6 separate regions of the Mus musculus genome follow, and all the other regions are linked to region 1. A link is a contact called in public HiChIP or PLAC-seq, Micro-C and promoter capture Hi-C data. All regions are on one chromosome and are shown on one strand. Each heading gives the region's core, a stretch centred on a gene start, on an enhancer-like site or on the middle of the called end of the contact. The rest is flanking DNA. Distances are from core to core; before and after follow the strand shown.

Region 1 (2,968 bases), core at 326-2,825:
CATTTGTGTACTGGTGGCACCCCTCAGTGTTACGGTCGGCATCATTTGTGTACTGGTGGCACCCCTCAGTGTTACGGTCGGCAGCATTTGTGTACTGGTGGCACCCCTCAGTGTTACGGTCGGCATCATTTGTGTACTGGTGGCACCCCCTCAGTGTTACGGTCGGCATCATGGAATCATGGAGAGGTTGGCAGGATCAAGACAGCGCTAGTCAGCATGTGGGCTCTCACAGAAAATGGTCTCCCAGGATCAGGAAAGTATCCAGTTGGTACCCTTGCCTCCTGGGCACTCTGGTCCTTTTCTCCAGGAGATTGAATGGCGTGAGTTCTGAAAGTCCCCTGGGTACTTGTGAGGCCTGTTCTGGCAGCAAAGTAGGTCCACTTGGCTTCAGACACATTTTTGGCACAGACACATTTTTGGGTTGATTAGCACGAAAAGTGTGTGACATCCTGGCTGAGAGGCCTGTCACAGGCACAGTCATGGCACTGTTTTTTTTTTTTTTTTCTTTTGCTTTTCGAGACAGGGTTTCTCTGTATAGCCCTGGCTGTCCTGGAACTCACTCTGTAGACCAGGCTGGCCTCGAACTCAGAGATCCACCTGCCTCTGCCTTCTGAGTGCTGGGATTAAAGGCGTGGGCCACCACGCCCGGCAGGTGATAACTTTTGTCATGGATCTAGCTATCCGGTACAGTCTGCTTAGAAGCCAAGAGACCAAACTTTGGAACCAGGCAGACCCTGACTGAGTTGAGTCTTCTGGTTTCCACCATGTGACCTTCTGGAGTGTCTGTTCTCACATGAAGAATCTGGGTCATGATATAACTTTCCTCACAGGATTAGGTGCACGCACCCTCTGGGTACCAAGGCACATGGAGCACTTCTCAGAGAACCATCCTGGGACAGTCAGCTCTTCAAGTGCAAGGATGGGGACCAGACTTTTAGTTATGTGACATTATTTCATAAGTTTATTTTTCCCTTGTCATTGGAACTTGGGTGAGTTTTTATTAGATTTGTTGTAGTTGGGGTCCTTGTTTCCCACCAACTTAGTGCCAGTAGTCCACTGCTGTGACCATTGCTTAGTTAAAATCTTGTTGGTAACCTCGAGCTAGCGTTTAGGAAAACAAAAACTCACCGTGAAATGGATTCAAACATTACCTGTGGCACCAAAAACAGGGGAAATTCTTGTAAAAATGAGGTCAGGAAGGACCGCCATTCCAGCCCACAATGAACACGCACCATAGAGACATTTCCCTAAGCTTAAACTCACAACTCCAGGTCTAAATGGGTGGTTGGACCCGCGTCCGGTATTCGGTATTCCTGTGGGTTCCAGCCCTGACTGTTCACATTCCTCAGATACCCACTTTAGGTTTAATCACAGTCGCTCCCCGAGACCAGTCCTGGTAACTTGAGAGGAATTTGCATTTCCACCGACCTTCCCGGACACGCGGCAGGGGCAGGGGCTACGCCAGCGCAGCTACGCAGCTGGGGAGGGCGTGGAGCCTTCCCTTGGCCTGGAAGGGGTTAAGGGACGGCTGGGGCGGGGCGCTGGGCCCTTTGTTACCGGCCTAGGCGGGAGGCGGGAGGCGGGACGCGGGCCTGGGCGCGGGCCTGCTGGGAGCGCGGCCTGGCGGGGCTGGGGGCCCGGGGTGGTGGGGCCTTCGCCGTGGCCACGGGACCATGTTGGAGATCTGTTTGAAGTTGGTGGGCTGCAAATCCAAGAAGGGGCTCTCTTCGTCCTCCAGCTGCTACCTGGAAGGTAAATCCTGGCCTGGGCGCGGGGCCCACCAGGACTGTCCTGCCCGCCCGTGCCCTGTGTGTTCTAGGTCCCCAGTCTTCTCCCTCTGAGGCCTCTGCGGGTGCTGGTGGCTCATTCGGACTTCCAGAAAGAGAGAGAGAGCCGCGGCTTTGGCGCTGGCGGGGCCCAAGCGCATAGTGTGGCTCCTGCCCAGAAAGTTTGAAAAAGTCAGTGCCACAGGCCTTAAGGTCCTTGTGAGCCCACGTTGTGGTGTTTCCACTGCCAACTGGGAATTGTATGTCACAAAGGTGGACCTACACCAAGTGCCGCGTACAAAGGGATCCCGCTCTACCATTTATGGGTACAGAATTTCATGTGAACTTTCCACCCCCACCCCCACCTTTCTGCAGACCATGAAGAGGTCTTGGGGATTGTCTCTTTTTAGAAGAGAAAGAATGGTTTTGCTTGTATTTCCAGGAGTTTTGAGAGCTTCCAGTTTGATGCTTGGTGAGGGAGCCCCTCATGTTTTGTTCTTTGCATAAACTTAGAGCCAGGAGCCTGTTGCTTTTGCCTGCTTTACCCTGCTCCTCCAATTCCATGCCTCCTTCCTGTTGTCTTTAGTGTTTGGGTCTAAAAGGATGGCAAGGGAAAAGGGTGAGTGGTGAGTGCTGGGGACTCGGCTGTGGCCAGGCCTGTTAGAGTATAGCTGACCTTTGTGGGGACTGCTGCCTTCTTCAGAAGGGCAGAAGCACTCACAGATGTGTGGTGCCCTGGCTTTTCTGGCTGTTTCATGTAAGAGTTAAGATAGGAGTAAAAATGTAAAGTTTTCTTCAGAGCAATTTGGATTTCTACTGTTTTGAATTGTAAAGAATTGAAGGCTTTTCAATATCTAACCTGCTTCCCCGACCCCCCTTCCAAGTCTTTGACTCAAAGACCTACAGGGCCCCACATGACCCAGCTCAGACTTAGGTGCCCAGCTCGGGTAGAGGATGTTCTCCCTTTGCTAGAAGGGAGTATAAGGGACTTCGCTATAAGTCACAGTAAGATTTCAGCCCCTCCGGGGATTTCAGGGCCTGGATTCCTGAGAGGAGCTTGGTGTGGATGGCATGAGCTCAGGGCCTACCACTTAGAGGGAGGGAGATGGTTTATTTGTCCCCAGAGTTGGCATCTGAGCGGCCAGAATCATCCTCAGTTAATGCGTTGCTTATTTTTTCCAAGTTGCTCCACACTCTCCGCA
Region 2 (2,968 bases), core at 214-2,713, 850 kb after region 1:
AAAGAAAGAAAGAAAGAAAGAAAGAAAGAAAACCAAATCAAACCAAACAAACAAACTTTCCATTCTCCTGTTAGTAGATATCTGGACTATTTCTACTCTTGTGTTTCAAACTGTCCAGCTGTGACCTTCACTGTGTACATCTGCAGGACCTAATAGGTACCTAGGGTGGGGAATGGAAAGTTTTACTATGATGTTTTCCTAAGTAATTACAAAACAGAACTCTTTAAACATGCTTTCTCTTCCTAAATCTCCCCATCACCCTCTCAGGCATGCACGTTAACCCTCGTTCCCAGCCTCTTAGAACACTATGGGTAGGCAGTCTTTGTTTATGTAACCAGCTTTCTAACAGGCTACATATGCACATCCCTGTGTCCATACATGCACATCCCTGGATGTCTGGAGGCCAAAGGTCAGCCTCCAATGTTCTTTCCTTGACCTGGGAGGCCCAGAAAGGGTAAGCTAGCTGGAGGGGTCTCCTGTTCTTCCCACCCCCAGAATGGGGATTACAAACACGTGACGTCGCTGGGCGGGGGTAGCACACGGCTTTAATCCCACCACTTGGGGAGGCAGAGGGATCTCTGTGAGTTCAATGCCAGCTTGGTCTAGAGAGCAAGTTTCAGGACAGCCAGGGCTACACCAAGAAACCCTGTTTCGAAAGACAGAAGCAGAACACGGCATCGAGTCTGACATATTGACTATCTCCCTAGCCCTCAGGTTGCATTTTTCTTTAATTTTTCATTTTATTTTATGTGTATGGATGTTTTGCTTCCACATGTCTGTGTACCACATATATGTGCAGTACCCATGGATGCCAGAAGAGGGCGACAGATCCTCCTAGGACTGTGCTGGGAGTGGACCCCAGGTCCTCTAGAAGAGTTGCCAGTATTTGTAACTGCTGAGCCATCCAGTTGGTTGGGTCCAGATTGCTTCCTTTTAGTCACATAAAATAGTGCAACGAATATTTGAGGGTAGGATGAAGAGAGTTGAGCCAAGATCTCTCCATGTACCCCTGGCCGGCCCGGTACTCACTATGTCTATCAGGCTGGCCTTGAACTTGCAACAGTCTTCCGCCCTCTTCTATCTCCTAAGTAGGGTGCAGGCCTCTAAGCTACCAGGCCCATCAAAAGCTACGTTTTCAAACGTTGCTCTCTCCATTTTCCGGAGATAAGGAGATGAAGTACCAAGCTGCCTAGGGGATGGTTACTGGGTCTCTACGAGGGGGAGTCCAGGTAATTAATAACCAGAGTTCGAACCCAGTGATCTCCGCGTTTCGGATTCCCCATCCGAGGTCCTGGTGTCCATTTGGAGAGAGAGAAATGGATGAGATTTGGGATGGGGCGCGGGGCACGAGGGTGCTGTGGGAGAGCGTCTCTCCTCTCTGGCACCTCCCTGGGGCGGGGCCATCCGCAGCCTGAGGCTCCGCCCTCTCGCTCGGCCCTAACGGGACTGCGAGCGCCGGCGCTAGGACCCGGCGGGCTGGAGCTGCGGCGGGGCCTGGGCGGCCAGAGCGGCGCGGACCCCGGTTCTCGGCTCCCGGCGCCATGTGACGGGGTGCGGGGGCCGCGGGGGGCCGGGCGCTCCCCGGCGGAGGTGAGCCGGTGCTGCGCGGGGGCGGGCAGCAGAGCGGGAGGGGGCTTGTGCTTGCGCCTCGGCAGTGGGGAGCCGCTGATAAGGGGGGAGCCCCAGGGCTCCCCGAGACCCACTCTGCTTGCTAACTGCACCCCGAGATCTAGCGGGATTCTTTGGGCCTCTCGTGTTGGAGATGGGGCGACCCTGCCGCGGCCCCGCACCCCTCCCCTGCAGAGCCGGGGTCAGGATAGGATGCTTGACCCTAGGGTGCAGCGGCAGAAGATGGGGAGCGGGGCTGAGCCTCTCACGAGGCACTCGGGGGTACCCTGCTCCCGTCACCTGGAGAAGCCCCAGAGCGAGCTCAGGGTGCGGCCCTCACCCTCAGCCCAGAGCTCAGCCTCCGCAGGTCCAGCCTTGGAGCTGAGTCTAGGCTTCTGGGCTGCCACCTCCCCAGCGGAGTCAGCAGCTCCCCACCAGGCCTGGCCACTCCGAGCCGAACTAGATGTCTGGCGCACGCACAGGCTACAAGGGGACCCTCCCGGGAGACCCTTTCAGGCTCCGCCCTGTAAACAAACACTACAAGATTCCCCCCTCCCCCGCTTGCTCCTGCTCCCTGCGAGGCGCGTTGCCTCTCTGATCCCTCAGTCTCCTCATCTGTGAAATGGGGAGCAAGAGCACCTACCAGGCGTTGCCTTGAAAAGTGTGTAGGCAGGCGATGCTTTGCGTAGCTCCGGAGCATGTTTCGTAATATAAGGGAAGTCCCCGGCTTGGGGTCAAGAGGGGGAGGATTGTTTCTGGGACAGGCTTGTGCAGGGGCGGGCATTGAACGGAGTAACCCGAAGGCTTAGGATTTCTGATATAGTACTTTCAAGCCTTCGGCTCTCCTTTTCACAAATGCATGCATCTTTCCAGTCGCCCCAGGAGTTACCAGTTCTTATTCCCATTTCACAGATGAGGAAACTGAGGCTCAGAGAGGTCACATGGCTTGCTCGAGGCCCCCCAGCCAGTAAGTGTGGACCCGACATTCGCACTGGCACCTGATACGCTGTTCTGACCATGGCGTTCTCAGAGCAGGACCGTGACGGGCCTGACCGGGGGAACCGTAGTCCTGGCTGAGGGCACTGCTCAGGCAAAGGTGGGAAAGTGGGGCGTGGGCCTGGGACCTGGAGTGCTCCAAGTGTCTGGAGCACGGGGCATGCGCAAGACAGGGTAGTAAGACGGTGGTCTGTCTGGGAGCTGTGGCCAGACCCAGGGGAGCTTTGAATGCTGGAGGTGTCAGGGTTAATGGGGGCGACTCTAGGATTCTGGCCTCCTGTCTTCTGACCTAACGGTTTGAGTCCACGGACAAGCCACGCCTCCCTTCCATTAAGCCTGTTTCCTGAACTGCCCGCTGGGGACA
Region 3 (2,968 bases), core at 292-2,791, 810 kb before region 1:
CTATTCCCTGCTGTAAGCCTGGTATATGGGTATATGTGCTTTATATAGTGTTGGGCCTGACACACAGCCAGAGTTCACGAGTTATTTATTGCACATTAGTTACTAAAGGAACTCAACCAAGTTTGGCAAAGTCTGGACCAAGTATGTATGGACAATCTATTTCCTTGGGGAATGATCTTCAAGTTGGCTGTATTGTCCCTATTAAAAGCCTGTGGCAGCCAGGCGGTGGTGGCGCACACCTTTAATCCCAGCACTTGGGAGGCAGAGGCAGGCGGATTTCTGAGTTCGAGGCCAGCCTGGTCTACAGAGTGAGTTCAAGGACAGCCAGGGCTCCGCAGAGAAACCCTGTCCCAAAAACAAAACAAAACAAAACACCCAAACAAACAAACAAACAAAAAGGAAAAAAGCCTGTGGCTTCAAATTCTATATCAAGTTGATATAATGAAGGCGTGTGGAGGAGTAATCACACATTTCAGACGGGCTGTTTACAAACTCTACTCTTTACATAAACCACACCACTGCTTGTTTTCTGCATGACCAACTTCGTCGGTTTTTGATTAATACCTCTAATCTTCAGCATAGGCAAAGGCTTTCCCTGCCCCACAGTACCTGGACTTTGATGACTCAGTAGTCCTTGTCCCCTTGCTTGCCTCCCCTACAGCCTGTGTGTCCTGAAAGGCAGGACCAACTCTACTCCATGGATGAATTCCCAGCGGGCAACCTGGGGCCCACTGTGTGGTATGCGCATAGACAAATGTCTGTCTCCCTTGTGAATCCCCCACAGGTGTCCCTATGTGCGTTACATCCCTAGTGCTCAGCCCTGTCTCTCTCACAACAAGCACACATTATTGTTGCTATTATTATTATTATTATTTTATTTATTTATGTATTATCTTATATGTATGTGCACGCCTGAGCTTCTGTACAGCACCGTATACGTGGAGGTGCCCACAAAGCTCGGAGGAAAAGTTCTGGAGGTACAGGCAATCATAAGCCACCAGATGTGGATGCTGGGAGCCCAATCTGGGCTTTTGATTTTTATGTGTGCATAATTTTCCAATAATTTTATTATGTTGTGTGTATGATTGTTTTGCTTGCGTGTATGTCTGTGTCCCGTGTGTGTGTGTGCAGTGCTTACAGAGGCCAAAAGAGAGTGGCAGAACCCCTGGAACTGGTTAGAGACCGTCACAAAACAGGAATGTGGGTGCTTGGAAGTGAACCCAGGTCCTCAGGAAGAGCTAGTCAGTGCCCCTAACAACTGATCCATCTCTGCGTTCTCTCCCTCTCTCCGTCTCCTGTGTGTGTGTGTGTGTGTGTGTGTGTGTGTTTGTATAACAAACCAACCAACAAACAAACAGGACCTCTAAAAGATAGGAATGAAATTCCTTTAATGGTCTCTAGAGGGTTTCCTGACACTCACAACGTTGGTGACAATAATCTCCCCGCCCCTTTCCAACAAGGCGGCTTTCTAGCTAAGCGGAAGTGACAGCGCCGTACCGGAAGTTCAGTCCCTGGGACTGAATCCTGCGCTCGGAGCGCAGCCGCACGGTGCTTCCCTGCGTGCGATGAGACGAATCGGAGCGTTTGGGGGCTCCACGGCCCTGTGGGCGCTGCTGGCCGCCCACGTGGCGGGGGCGTTCGAGCCCGTAAGCGTGGGCATCGCCATCGGGGCCGTGTCGGCGCTCACCGGCTACCTGTCCTATACCGATTTCTACTGCCGCTTCACCGAGTGCTGCCATGAGGAACGGCCCCTCAACACGTCGGGTATGTGCCCGCGGGCCGGTCGGGGCGGGCGGGAGGGCACTGGGAGCTTGGCTCCCGCTCCTGCTGGATGCGGCGCCGCGGGAGACACACACGGCCGGGACCTCGCCACACCTTTGCAGGCCTTGCAATGACCACCTGGAGAACTGAACGCAACGGGGCCAGCTGGTGCGCCCCGCCAGGGGGTGCCAGGCGTGGAGCTCCATCCAGAAAGCCCGCCTGTTGCTCTTGCTGTTTGTTTGTTTTTTTTTCGAGCCATCAGGGGTGGCGGGAAAGCTAGCCCGGAGCACAGCCGCCAAATGGTTCTTCCCTGGATGAAAGAATCTGTGTAGCTTGTTTGACATTTAGATGTTAAGGAGAACTGGCACTTAAGGATCTGACTGTAGGTCCTTATGATTCTGGCTCTGATCTGTGAGATCTCTGCATTTTTCATCCCTTCTGGCCCTGCTGGATCAGTCGCTAACTGTGCCTCTGACTCAGGTACTTTTTTAACCTGTGTTTTTCTCTTTGTTCCGGTGCGGGCCTCCGCAGCCCTCAAGCTGGACTTGGAAGAGAAGCTGTTTGGACAGCACCTTGCCACCGAAGTGATTCTCAAGGCATTGACTGGCTTCAGGAACAACAAAAATTCCAAGAAACCATTGACTCTGTCCTTGCACGGCTGGGCTGGCACGGGCAAGAATTTTATCAGCCAGATTGTGGCTGAAAACCTTTATCCAAAAGGCCTGAAGAGTAACTTTGTCCACCTGTTCGTCTCTACTTTGCACTTCCCTCATGAGCAGAAGATAAAGGTGTACCAGGCAAGAAAACCTACCGATTTTTGATCATATGCCTGGGGTACTTTACTCAGTAGCTCTGGCCTCTGCTTTTCTTTCTCTGCCTTGAAGTGCTCCATCTGGCCTCTGCTTTGCTTTCTGCTATTTATTTGACTGAGTTTTACTGTGTAGGTCTGGCAGGCCTGGAACTCACAGAGATCTACCTACCTCTGCCCTCCAAAGGCTGGGATTAAATGCCTAGCCTCTCTTTATTTATACTTTCTGAGACAGTGCCTCATCGTGTAGTCCAGGCTGGCTTTGGTGTTAGGGATCCAGCTTTCTGAGGGCTGAGATCAACAGGCATCTATCAATTTGCCCAGTTTATGGCATGTGGGAGAGAGGGTGGTTTTAGACAGGGTCTAATGTAGCCCAGGTTGGCTTCAAACTCACTATAA
Region 4 (2,968 bases), core at 261-2,760, 780 kb after region 1:
GCACTGTGTGCCATGTGCCCAATCATATCAACAAACGTAATTTATTTTTTAAAAGACAAAGCCTTCAGGCCTCTACTTCCTCACCTTCAAAAGGAGATGCCTAGCTACATCAGGGAGGTCTGGATGGATTGGTTCGTTTCATCTCCAATCTGACTGCGTTTTCCACATTATGGGACAATTATGAGGAGCAGAGATTGCCACCCATGCTTCTGAAATGTAAGCTCAGGAAGTCTTCATGCACATGTCCAAACATGATATCATGCATGGTATCAAACATGATGTCCGGCAGAGAATTTACATCTCAAATGCCAATCAGCCCAACTCTCTTTAATTTTCCACAGGGAAGTCCAGCAGACCTTAACTTATCTCCTGCCCGGATCAAAAACGGCCTTTCACTCACCCATTTCCCCATTTTCTTTCCTCCAAGTTATCTGATGCCAGAACAATCAAGTCACTATCTAGCTCAAAAAACCAGGAGATGCCTCCTTCTTTGCTCTGGTCTACAAGACTGGGCCAGATTCTAGCCTGATCTGCTGTTCTCTCAAATTAGAATTCATCCAGGGATACTCCACAAACTTTTTGAGTACCATGCTGCCGGGCCAGCAGGCCTCTAGTGACTGCCACTGCCTGTACCCCGATGCTTGGCCGGCTTTGTGTCAGAATCCTTTGAACTTCCGTTCCAATCCGAAAGCACACGCCTCCTCTGACCTCCCTACTTGAGTTCTTCAGCAGACTCTCAGATCCAGTCTTTCCACTGGGTGCCTGCCTGACTCAGGACAGAGTTCCTAAACACTGGCGGCCTGGATAAAAAGAATCATAAAATGCCGATAGTTTGGAGAGTACGAGGTCCCCAAGGTGTCCTTTGCCATAACTATCGGGAAACTTTAAACAAAAGCCTTAGATAACAGCCTGGAACCAGGCAGGCCGAGTCACAAGGTTGCCGGGCTCCAATGGATCTTCAAGAGCGGCAAAGCCAGGACAGATGCTTGTCATTTTTAGAGGCGAGCAAGACCTGCATAGGTCTTGAGACACCTCTGCGATTGTTTTCCTGAGAACAGGGGTGCTACCTCCTCAGCCTGCTTCATTGCTCACTGAGCTCAGGTCTTGGCGGGATCCGGGCAGGCCGTTCTAGCCCTAGTTTCCAGATTGTTTCCCCTAGTCATTGTTTCTCCTTTTCTTGGGCTCGCGCTCTCCTCCCGTTCTTTCCAGTGCCGGCCCCCACACCCCGCGACCTCCCACCGCCTCTCCGCACCCCCCCCCACCGCGCTTCTCAAGGAGGCGGGTCCAGCCCCGCGAGCGCTCCAATCCGAGCGCCCTCAACTGGCCCTGCCTCCGCGAGCCCCGCCCCACGCCACCGCCAGCCAATAGAAATTCGTGTTCGTACAGTCGGCCTGTCCAATCGCAGGTTGGCTGTGAGCCTCGCGCGCCCCGCCCCTGCTGCTCTCGGCCGCGGCTCCGCGGGCGGTCGCGCCGGGGCTTCGGCATTCTCCGAGCAGCGCCGAGCTGCGTCGGGCTCAGCCGGCTGCGTCCGGAGGTGCGGGCGACGGCGCCGCTGTGCTCCAGCGGTGCTAACCGAGGCAGAAGCCATCCGGCCGGGTCGGAAGGCGCCTGAGACTCGGGCAGGGCAGGAGCGGCGTAGGTCCCAGGACTGAGCGGGAGGCGGACCGGCACACGTTCCCGGCCCGGCAGAGCCTCCCGAAGCGGTCCCTGCAGAGCCGGGTCGGTCGCCGAGGTGGCTTCCGCTTCCCGGGGCCTCACCTGCGCAGGCCGCGGTGCGCCAGGTGCGGAGGCGTGTGCGTCGCCTGGGCACCTCCCACGGCAGCCAGCGGGGCGGAGGCGGGGCCGCCGCCCGGGTCTCCAGCGGTTCGCCCGGCCGTCTCCGTCAGTCTCACCGGTCCGCCGGGCCCCGCGGATCGGGATGCTGCTGCTCGCTTGCGAGCCGCCCTCCACGCCAGCCCCCGCTGCCGGGGCCGCACCTCGCTGTTTACATGTCAGTGGAGCCCGGGTTCCCCGAGGGTGAGAGCAGCCGGCTCACTGGACCTGGGGCTCCGAACTCAGATCCTCTCCTGCCCGCAGCCTCCGCCGCCATCTGGACTGGATCCAGCTCTGGTGTTTTTGAGGAGGGGGGTGTGGTGTCGGGAAAGGAATCCTGGGGTTTTCTAGTATCCCCTTCTTTTTTTCTTTTTTCTTTTCTTTTTCTTTTTGGCCCTGCGGGCTTCAGACTCAGGGAACTTGCTCATGGCTTTTTTGATGAAGAAGAAGAAATTTAAATTTCAAACCACTTTCACCTTGGAGGAGCTGACTGCGGTCCCCTTCGTGAACGGGGTCCTCTTTTGCAAGGTCCGGCTGCTGGATGGCGGGGATTTTGTCAGCTTGTCGTCCAGGTAGGCATTGAGGTTTTCGCGTTTGCAGGGGAGGGTGGGGAGTGCTGATGAGTGAGATCTAGCCACTTGGCAAATGTGGAAGACTCAGCTAGGGACGGATGGGCAAGGGGCCCGCCTGGGGAAAGATTTGCTCTAAGCAGGACTTAGGTCTGAGTGAGCTGGCAGAGCGCCTGGCATTTGTCTGCAGGTGACCAGCCAGAAACCTTTTAGGGCCCTGCGTGCACTCTTCAAGTCACCCGTTTTACAGATTTGTATGGAGAGAGCTGACTGAGATTTTCACTTTAAGGGATTAAGTAAGGGTGTCTCAGGCCACCTTGCCACCAAGCTGGCTCCTGTGGCTGTCATACGATTGAGAGATTGGGCCAGCCAGGGCTCTCTGGCTCTCTCCCCTTGGCTGGGAAAGCCCAGTTCCAGGCACTCCCTGGATTTGATTGCGGGAGGTGGCTGGATTTTGGGTTGCCCAGCCCCCTCTTGAGTGACTGCCCTCCACTGGCTAAAGCTGGACTGCTTTGCAATGCAAATGTCCTTGCCAGGAGACTGCCTTCCCCTGTGAAAAAAGCCATCGGGTTTGATTTTGTGTCCGT
Region 5 (2,968 bases), core at 324-2,823, 690 kb after region 1:
GATTGTAAGCCAGTCTATGCCACAATAATGAAACACTTGGTAAAGGGAAGCCACAGTTAAAGTCAAACTGAAAAACCAACATGAAACAGAAAGGGAAGAAAAAGCCACTGCTCAGGGCTTCTTGTGCAGGAAGGATAGTAGTTCTGTTTCTTGCAGACCCAGAAATGGCCATTTCTCCACCCCTGTCTCCCAGTCTTGGCCCATCCCTTTCCAGCCAACAAATATCCTTAGATGTATCTAACTTTCATTTTTTGAAAAAAGTTCCAATTGAGCGATGGTGGCAAAGGCCTTTAATCCCGGCGCACTCAGGAGGCAGAGGCAGGTGGATCTCTGATTCCGAGGCCAGCCTGGTCTACAGAGGGCGTTCCAGGGCAGCCAGGACTACATTGAGAAACACTGTCTAGAAAAAAAAAATCCCCAAAACCAACCGAACAAACAAAAAAAGAATCTTTCTTCAGATTCTTTAACATATTCGCACTCCAATTCGACAAAGGGATCATGACCCAGTGTTCTGAAACAGCAGTGGGGGGCTGGGTCTAAGCCATGAGAAAGAACTGTTCAGTCTTCATCACCCACATCCACACTGATCTGCCTAGAACCCCAGTTCCCATTTTTTTCTTCCCCAACACCCACATGTCTCTGTGAGCAACCAGATTAGAGGCACCGGTGGCATGGAAACGAGAGTGGGGGGAGAAGAGCGAGCGAGCGAGAGACAGACAGACAGACAAGGGGTGCCAATGAGAATGGGTGGATAGGAACCTAGGTGTTGAGGGAGGATGGGCACCAACTTGGCCTTGAGGTCCGTAGGGCAATCTTGAGATCTATCTGTCCTTCTATCTAGAGGGAAGTAGAGGGGGCTTTCTGTCCATCAAAGAGACCCAAGGGTGCCCATCTGTAGCCACGACGAGCTTTTCTCACGGCCCCATCTCCCACCTGAGGAGCCCCACACTAACAAGGTGTGAATTTCCTTTCCATCTGTCAGTGGAGGGACACTATCCCCCCCAACACCAGGGGTTCCGCTCAGCTCTAGCAGCGTCCGTCGAAACCTGACAGGCTACAGAAAGCAGCCCGAGAAGTCCTGCGGTCCCGACCCGTCCCCTTGGCGTCGGTCTCTCTCCTCAAGACCTCCCGGATCCTCCCCGCCCGCGCGGACGGCGCACGCAGACTTACCCGGAGCTCGCCCTCCGTGCGGTGCAGTCCCAGGCGCCGCAGCCCCACCGCCAGGTCGTTGACACACAGGCCGCCGTCGCGGTTGACGTCGAGTGTCTGGAAGAGGCTCCACAGGCGTAGCTGGTGGTCCGGGCCGCCACAGACGGCGCCGCCGCACGGGTCCCCTACAGAAGCCGGCGACGAGGCGGACGACGAGGCGGTGGCGGCGGCGTCCGGCGGCGGGGAGGCCACGCAGCGGCACAACACACTGCTCACCATCGGGCGCGAGGCGGGGGCGCCGGACGCCGGGCTGAAGGCGGCAGGAGAGCGACCCGAGCGCGGAAGCACGCCGGCTTTCCTCAGACAGCGAGCGCGGGCTCCGAGAAGCCGGCCGACTGGAGGGAGGGGCCGCTTCCGGGAGCCCCGCCCCGCGGCGCGCAGAGGCGCTGACCGCGCCCTCTGGCGCACTGCCGACCAATCATAGGCCGGTATGTCGGCTCCGGGATCAATGAGGGGGCGGAGTCACCGTGCCAGCTCGAAGGCGATTCAAACTGAGGGAGCCGGGGATTGGCTGAAGCTGGGTAATAGGCAAGCAGAAAGCCTTGTGTCCAATTCCCATTCAGAAGCTCTATTTAGACTGCGGAATGATGAGGCTGAGAGGAGCGTTGTGTAAGGAGAGATCGTAGCTAACAGTGGAAATGAAATGTATATGAGGGTAACTGTGGACTGAAGTTAGAAAACACAGCACCATTGAATAAAATGAAAATTTAACGGGCTGACGACTCGAAACCGAGAACACGAATCAAAATCAGGAGGCTAAGCTTTAGGAGTCTTCTAAACTGCCAATAAAACAACTGAATTTTACAACGTAATAGTCGCGACACGAACTGAACGACAGTCTGCTTTTCCAATGGAAGTGAATAATGTCCGTGTGGGCGGACATCCTGAAGCGACAGACAAGACTTTAGACCAATGACCAGGCCAGTTCTAGCAAAGAGGTGTGTCCTCTAGGAGGAATGGCAGGCCTGGAGAGCCAGTGATCGGCCAGATATTTGAGCCACGCCAAACCTGGAGGGCGGGGCTTCTCAGGGATGTGCCGAGGGGCGGGAAGAAGGGAAGTGGGCGGATCTCCGCACACCCCAGCGGAAGAGGCAGATTCAGGAAGCCATTACGCAGCTGGCTGGCGGCGGTCGGGCCGGTCAGGGCTGGGCCCTACGCACTTTGCGTAGCGAGGGGGGTTACTTAAGGCCTGGTACTTGGCCTTGAACAAGCCCTGCCTGTCCCCCTAAAGGGGGTGGGAGTGAAAGAGAGGCGAGGCTGAGGAAGAAGAGAAGAGAAATTGGGGCTGTTAAGAGCATTATAATTTCTTTAAAAAGAGAGGAAAGGGGAGGCCATGGCTGTCCCAGCCAAGAAGAGGAAGATGAACTTTTCAGAGCGGGAAGTGGAGATCATCGTGGAGGAACTGGAACTGAAGAAGCACCTGCTGGTGAACCACTTCAATGCTGGGGTCCCTCTGGCTGCCAAGAGTGCAGCCTGGCATGGCATCCTGAGAAGGGTCAACGCTGTGGCCACCTGCCGTAGGGAGCTGCCCGAAGTCAAGAAGAAGTGGTCCGACCTCAAGACCGAGGTCCGTCGCAAGGTTGCCCAAGTCCGAGCTGCTGTAGAAGGTGGCGAAGCTCCAGGGCCCACAGAAGATGATGGAGCTGGTGGGCCTGGGACAGGCAGTGGCAGTGGTGGCAGTGGCACAGCCATAGCTCCTGTACTGCTGACCCCTATGCAACAGAGGATCTGCAACCTGTTGGGTGAGGCCACCATCATC
Region 6 (2,968 bases), core at 148-2,647, 590 kb after region 1:
TTTCTAGAAAGATGAGAGCTTGCACCTAGCGGGTGAGGGGTCAAGGTTAGCACTGGTGCATCCTCTCTGGTCCTGGCAGTCCCCTTCCCAGAGTGCACCTGAGCTTAGAATGAGCTGCTCTTTCTAAGAACCAGAAATGCCACTTCTGTCTTCCCTAGCTCCAAAGGAGCCTAGGGAGGTGGTGCGGAGGGGGGTCACGACCCTGCTTGCCCCCTCTAAGTCCAAGACCCTTTGTCTCTAAGGCTCTCCTCCACTCTGCCACCTGGCCTTCCCAGAGCCTTGTGGGATCAGAGGCCAGAGGAGGATTAGGTTCTGCAATGGCTCACCACCCCCCTCCTCGCCATCCTGCCTCCTGGACTTAGTCATCTCTGCCCTCTGCCGCCTTTTCTCTCCATCACAACCCTTCTGCCAGGCCAGGGGAGGAGGACGCTGACAAGCAGCCCCTTCCCAAGGGGTGCAGCGAAGGCAGGCTGCTCCGTAGAGGCTCACAGGCCGCTTCTCCTCCCGCTGCCATCCCCCCCCTTCCTTTCCTCGCACCGCAGCCCGCGCCTCCCCCTCTGCCTCTCTGCGCACGGATGGCGGCGGGAGCCGCAGAGGTGTGTGTGTGTGTGTGTGTGTGTGTGTGTGTGTGTGTGTGTGTGTGTGTGTGCGCGCGCGCGCGCGCGCGCCTGTGCGTGTGCGGGGTGGGGGGGTTGTGCCTGGTCTCCGATGCCTATGGGGCTGTGTCCTTTTCTAGGGACTGGGGGAGGGGGCTGTCCCCTGTCACGACCAGGAATTCCCATGGGGTCAGAGCGGGTTCCAAGGAGCCCAGGAAGGGGATATTGCCCTCTGGGTGCTCTCAGCTCCCAGTGAGGCGCTGAGTAATGTGGGCCCCCTCGGTGAGGGTATTGGCGATCAAGGACAGCTCTCTGCCGAGGTCGCTCTACAGACGATGGGGTGAACGAGGGGGCGTGAGTGGGGGGACTCCACTGATATCCGCGGGCTGGCGGGGGCGCTGCGGACCCCAGGACTCAAGCGGGGGGCGGGGGCGCTCGGTCCGCTAGAGCAGCGCCCAGACCGTCGGATCCCGGGGTGGGGACCCGGGGCACCGTGATGCGGGTGTCCGCGCCGCTCCTACCTGCCCACGAAATTCTCCAGCACCGAGCTCTTGCCGGCGCTCTGGCCGCCTACCACGGCGATCTGCGGCAGGTCGAGGTCCGCGTTCTGGCCGATGGCGGAGAAGGCGTCCTGTAACCGGTTAACCAGCGGGATGAGGTCTTCCATGCCGCGGTTGCCCATGGTTGCGGCGGGCCCGGCGGGCTGCGATCCGGCCGCCGCTCCTGCTCTGGCTCTTGGCCCCCGGCTTCGCGGCTGCAGCCGAATATCCCGACTGCGTGCGCCGCGGGTCCCCCGCCCCTCGGGGATCCGAGCGGAGCGCTTCTCCAGGCCGCCGCTAGATGGCGCGCGGGGATTCGCGGACTGGTCACTATGCGCAGACGCAACGCGGGGCGCCATGGGTGTTGTCGTTTTCTTCTTCTGCGGCTTTCGGGAGACTTACCTGTGTTTCTGGGATACGGATGCTGCACCGAAGATAATACTTTTGGTGATGGCTAGGGGTGCTAACTCTAGAAATGGGCTAGTATGTGGTGGTCATGATTACTTCATTTCAGCAGTTATTCCCAGTGGAGAAACTGAGGCCTTAGAGGGAAGATCTGGCACCCACAGGCTGCTGCAGTCAGCTGACCAAAGTCAACCCTAGTCCACTTAGCCTTTCTAGTCTAGGTTCTGACACTAATCAAAAATCTGCAGCATATTCCTTCCTATCCTGGGGCCTCAGTGTTTCTGGTTCTAGGAGGAAGAAAGAAAAACCATTGATTCAACAAATTACCAGGAGCCCATGATAAGCTAGACCCCTTCCTAAGTTTACAGACACAAAACTCGGCAGAACAGCTAGGGACTTTACACTCAGAGATCTTACAGGTGGTGGGATAGACGGGACACAGAAGAGCGTTTGTACTAGAAGAAACAGAGAAAACCAACAGGGCTTGGAAAGTCACATTAGCCAGAAGGGGGCAAAGGTTTTCCAAAGAAATTACCTTTGAAAGGGAACCTAACTGATAAGAAGGGGCCCGACACCCTGATGGAGTGGACAGGAAGTGCAAAGGCCCCAATACCTAGGAAGTGCTGCCGAGGAGAGGCAAAAGTTCTTGTCTTGAACTCTAAGGCTCCAAGAGGATGAGCGCCAGGCCCAGAGTGGCAAATAGTGCTATTCAAACCAGGGGTTCTTGCAGCCATACTTGCCTGTCCTTTTCACACAGACAGATAGTTGGATCTAGGTTCGGCTACTCACTTTTGCATCAAGAAGGACCTAGTTAGGACTCCTGACAAAGAAGCCAAGAAAGAGAGGGTTATCGGGTCACTTCTATGTTCTGAGACTAGGGAAGTGCCCTAGGCATTAGAGACTATCCATTTTTTTCACCCACTGAATGTGTGGTTGCTGAGCAGGCTAGCTCCCGCTAGACCCCAGAGACAAGGCAGTGACAAGCCACCTACAAGTGGCTCAAAGTCAAGTGGAAAAGGGAGGGGTCATATGCCAATAAATATGACTCTTTCCGGGGGTGATGAGTGGAGAGCAGGGCTGGGGCAGGGCTTGTGTTGTTAACTCATACAGGATAATAATGCTGGAACAGAGACTAGAAGTGTGTGGACCATGAGCCCAGTGAGAAGGGATTTCCAGTTAGGGGAGAACCACCCAGACCTTACCTCTGGGTCATTTCTGGGTCATAGCTATCTAATCTGTAGAGTTGGCACAATGACAAAATAGAATGTCTGTGTGAGGCCCAGCCCAGACCTGGTGTGCATTGACCCTCATTAACAACCATGCCAACCACATCAGAAATCCAGGAGCTGAAACACCAGCCCCAATACCCCTCATCCAGAGCCGCTATTCTCAGCCAGCCTAGAGAGGACAGGGATGTGAGCCAAGGTG

Evidence for each region. Promoter capture Hi-C pulls out the DNA fragments that hold promoters and counts their contacts. A called contact is a pair of places that touch in the nucleus more often than the background predicts. HiChIP or PLAC-seq counts read pairs in DNA pulled down with a chosen protein or histone mark. Capture Hi-C pulls out chosen DNA fragments and counts their contacts.
Region 2: an HNF4G HiChIP or PLAC-seq map of pancreatic cancer cells shows a contact between it and region 1. The contact joins the promoter of St6galnac6 here to the promoter of Abl1 in region 1. A contact is called at or near these places in 1 of 39 promoter capture datasets (cranial neural crest) and 1 of 115 datasets of contacts at active chromatin or transcription factors (pancreatic cancer cells).
Region 3: a promoter capture Hi-C map of pre-B cells shows a contact between it and region 1, with 4 times the contacts expected there. The contact joins the promoter of Tor1b here to the promoter of Abl1 in region 1.
Region 4: a Micro-C map of embryonic stem cells shows a contact between it and region 1, with 4 times the contacts expected there. The contact joins the promoter of Fam102a here to the promoter of Abl1 in region 1. A contact is called at or near these places in 1 of 484 Hi-C or Micro-C datasets (embryonic stem cells) and 1 of 115 datasets of contacts at active chromatin or transcription factors (pancreatic cancer cells).
Region 5: a promoter capture Hi-C map of pre-B cells shows a contact between it and region 1, with 2.2 times the contacts expected there. The contact joins the promoter of Slc25a25 here to the promoter of Abl1 in region 1. A contact is called at or near these places in 2 of 39 promoter capture datasets (fetal liver and pre-B cells) and 1 of 115 datasets of contacts at active chromatin or transcription factors (microglia).
Region 6: a promoter capture Hi-C map of liver shows a contact between it and region 1. The contact joins the promoter of Dnm1 here to the promoter of Abl1 in region 1. A contact is called at or near these places in 1 of 39 promoter capture datasets (the C10 cell line), 1 of 115 datasets of contacts at active chromatin or transcription factors (pancreatic cancer cells) and 2 of 9 other capture datasets (embryonic stem cells and liver).

Annotation. Positions count from the first base shown.
Region 1 is chr2:31,758,364-31,761,331 of GRCm38.p6, forward strand. Abl1 (c-abl oncogene 1, non-receptor tyrosine kinase) reads left to right here and starts at 1,576. Exons shown (of 11, transcript NM_009594.4): 1 at 1,576-1,752. The coding sequence starts at 1,674.
Region 2 is chr2:32,605,522-32,608,489 of GRCm38.p6, forward strand. It overlaps St6galnac6 (ST6 (alpha-N-acetyl-neuraminyl-2,3-beta-galactosyl-1,3)-N-acetylgalactosaminide alpha-2,6-sialyltransferase 6), which reads left to right and starts at 1,464. Exons shown (of 7, transcript NM_016973.3): 1 at 1,464-1,590; 2 at 2,521-2,575. The coding sequence starts at 2,550. Gm52551 (a long non-coding RNA gene) reads right to left here and starts at 2,380. Exons shown (of 2, transcript XR_003954025.1): 1 at 2,252-2,380.
Region 3 is chr2:30,951,460-30,954,427 of GRCm38.p6, forward strand. Tor1b (torsin family 1, member B) reads left to right here and starts at 1,542. Exons shown (of 5, transcript NM_133673.3): 1 at 1,542-1,764; 2 at 2,293-2,558. The coding sequence starts at 1,566.
Region 4 is chr2:32,533,849-32,536,816 of GRCm38.p6, forward strand. Fam102a (family with sequence similarity 102, member A) reads left to right here and starts at 1,511. Exons shown (of 11, transcript NM_153560.4): 1 at 1,511-2,384. The coding sequence starts at 2,239.
Region 5 is chr2:32,449,897-32,452,864 of GRCm38.p6, forward strand. Slc25a25 (solute carrier family 25 (mitochondrial carrier, phosphate carrier), member 25) reads right to left here and starts at 1,574. Exons shown (of 10, transcript NM_001164357.1): 1 at 1,171-1,574. The coding sequence starts at 1,428. It overlaps Naif1 (nuclear apoptosis inducing factor 1), which reads left to right and starts at 561. Exons shown (of 2, transcript NM_194335.2): 1 at 561-2,968. The coding sequence starts at 2,543.
Region 6 is chr2:32,351,932-32,354,899 of GRCm38.p6, forward strand. It overlaps Dnm1 (dynamin 1), which reads right to left and starts at 1,398. Exons shown (of 23, transcript NM_001301737.1): 1 at 1,118-1,398. The coding sequence starts at 1,278.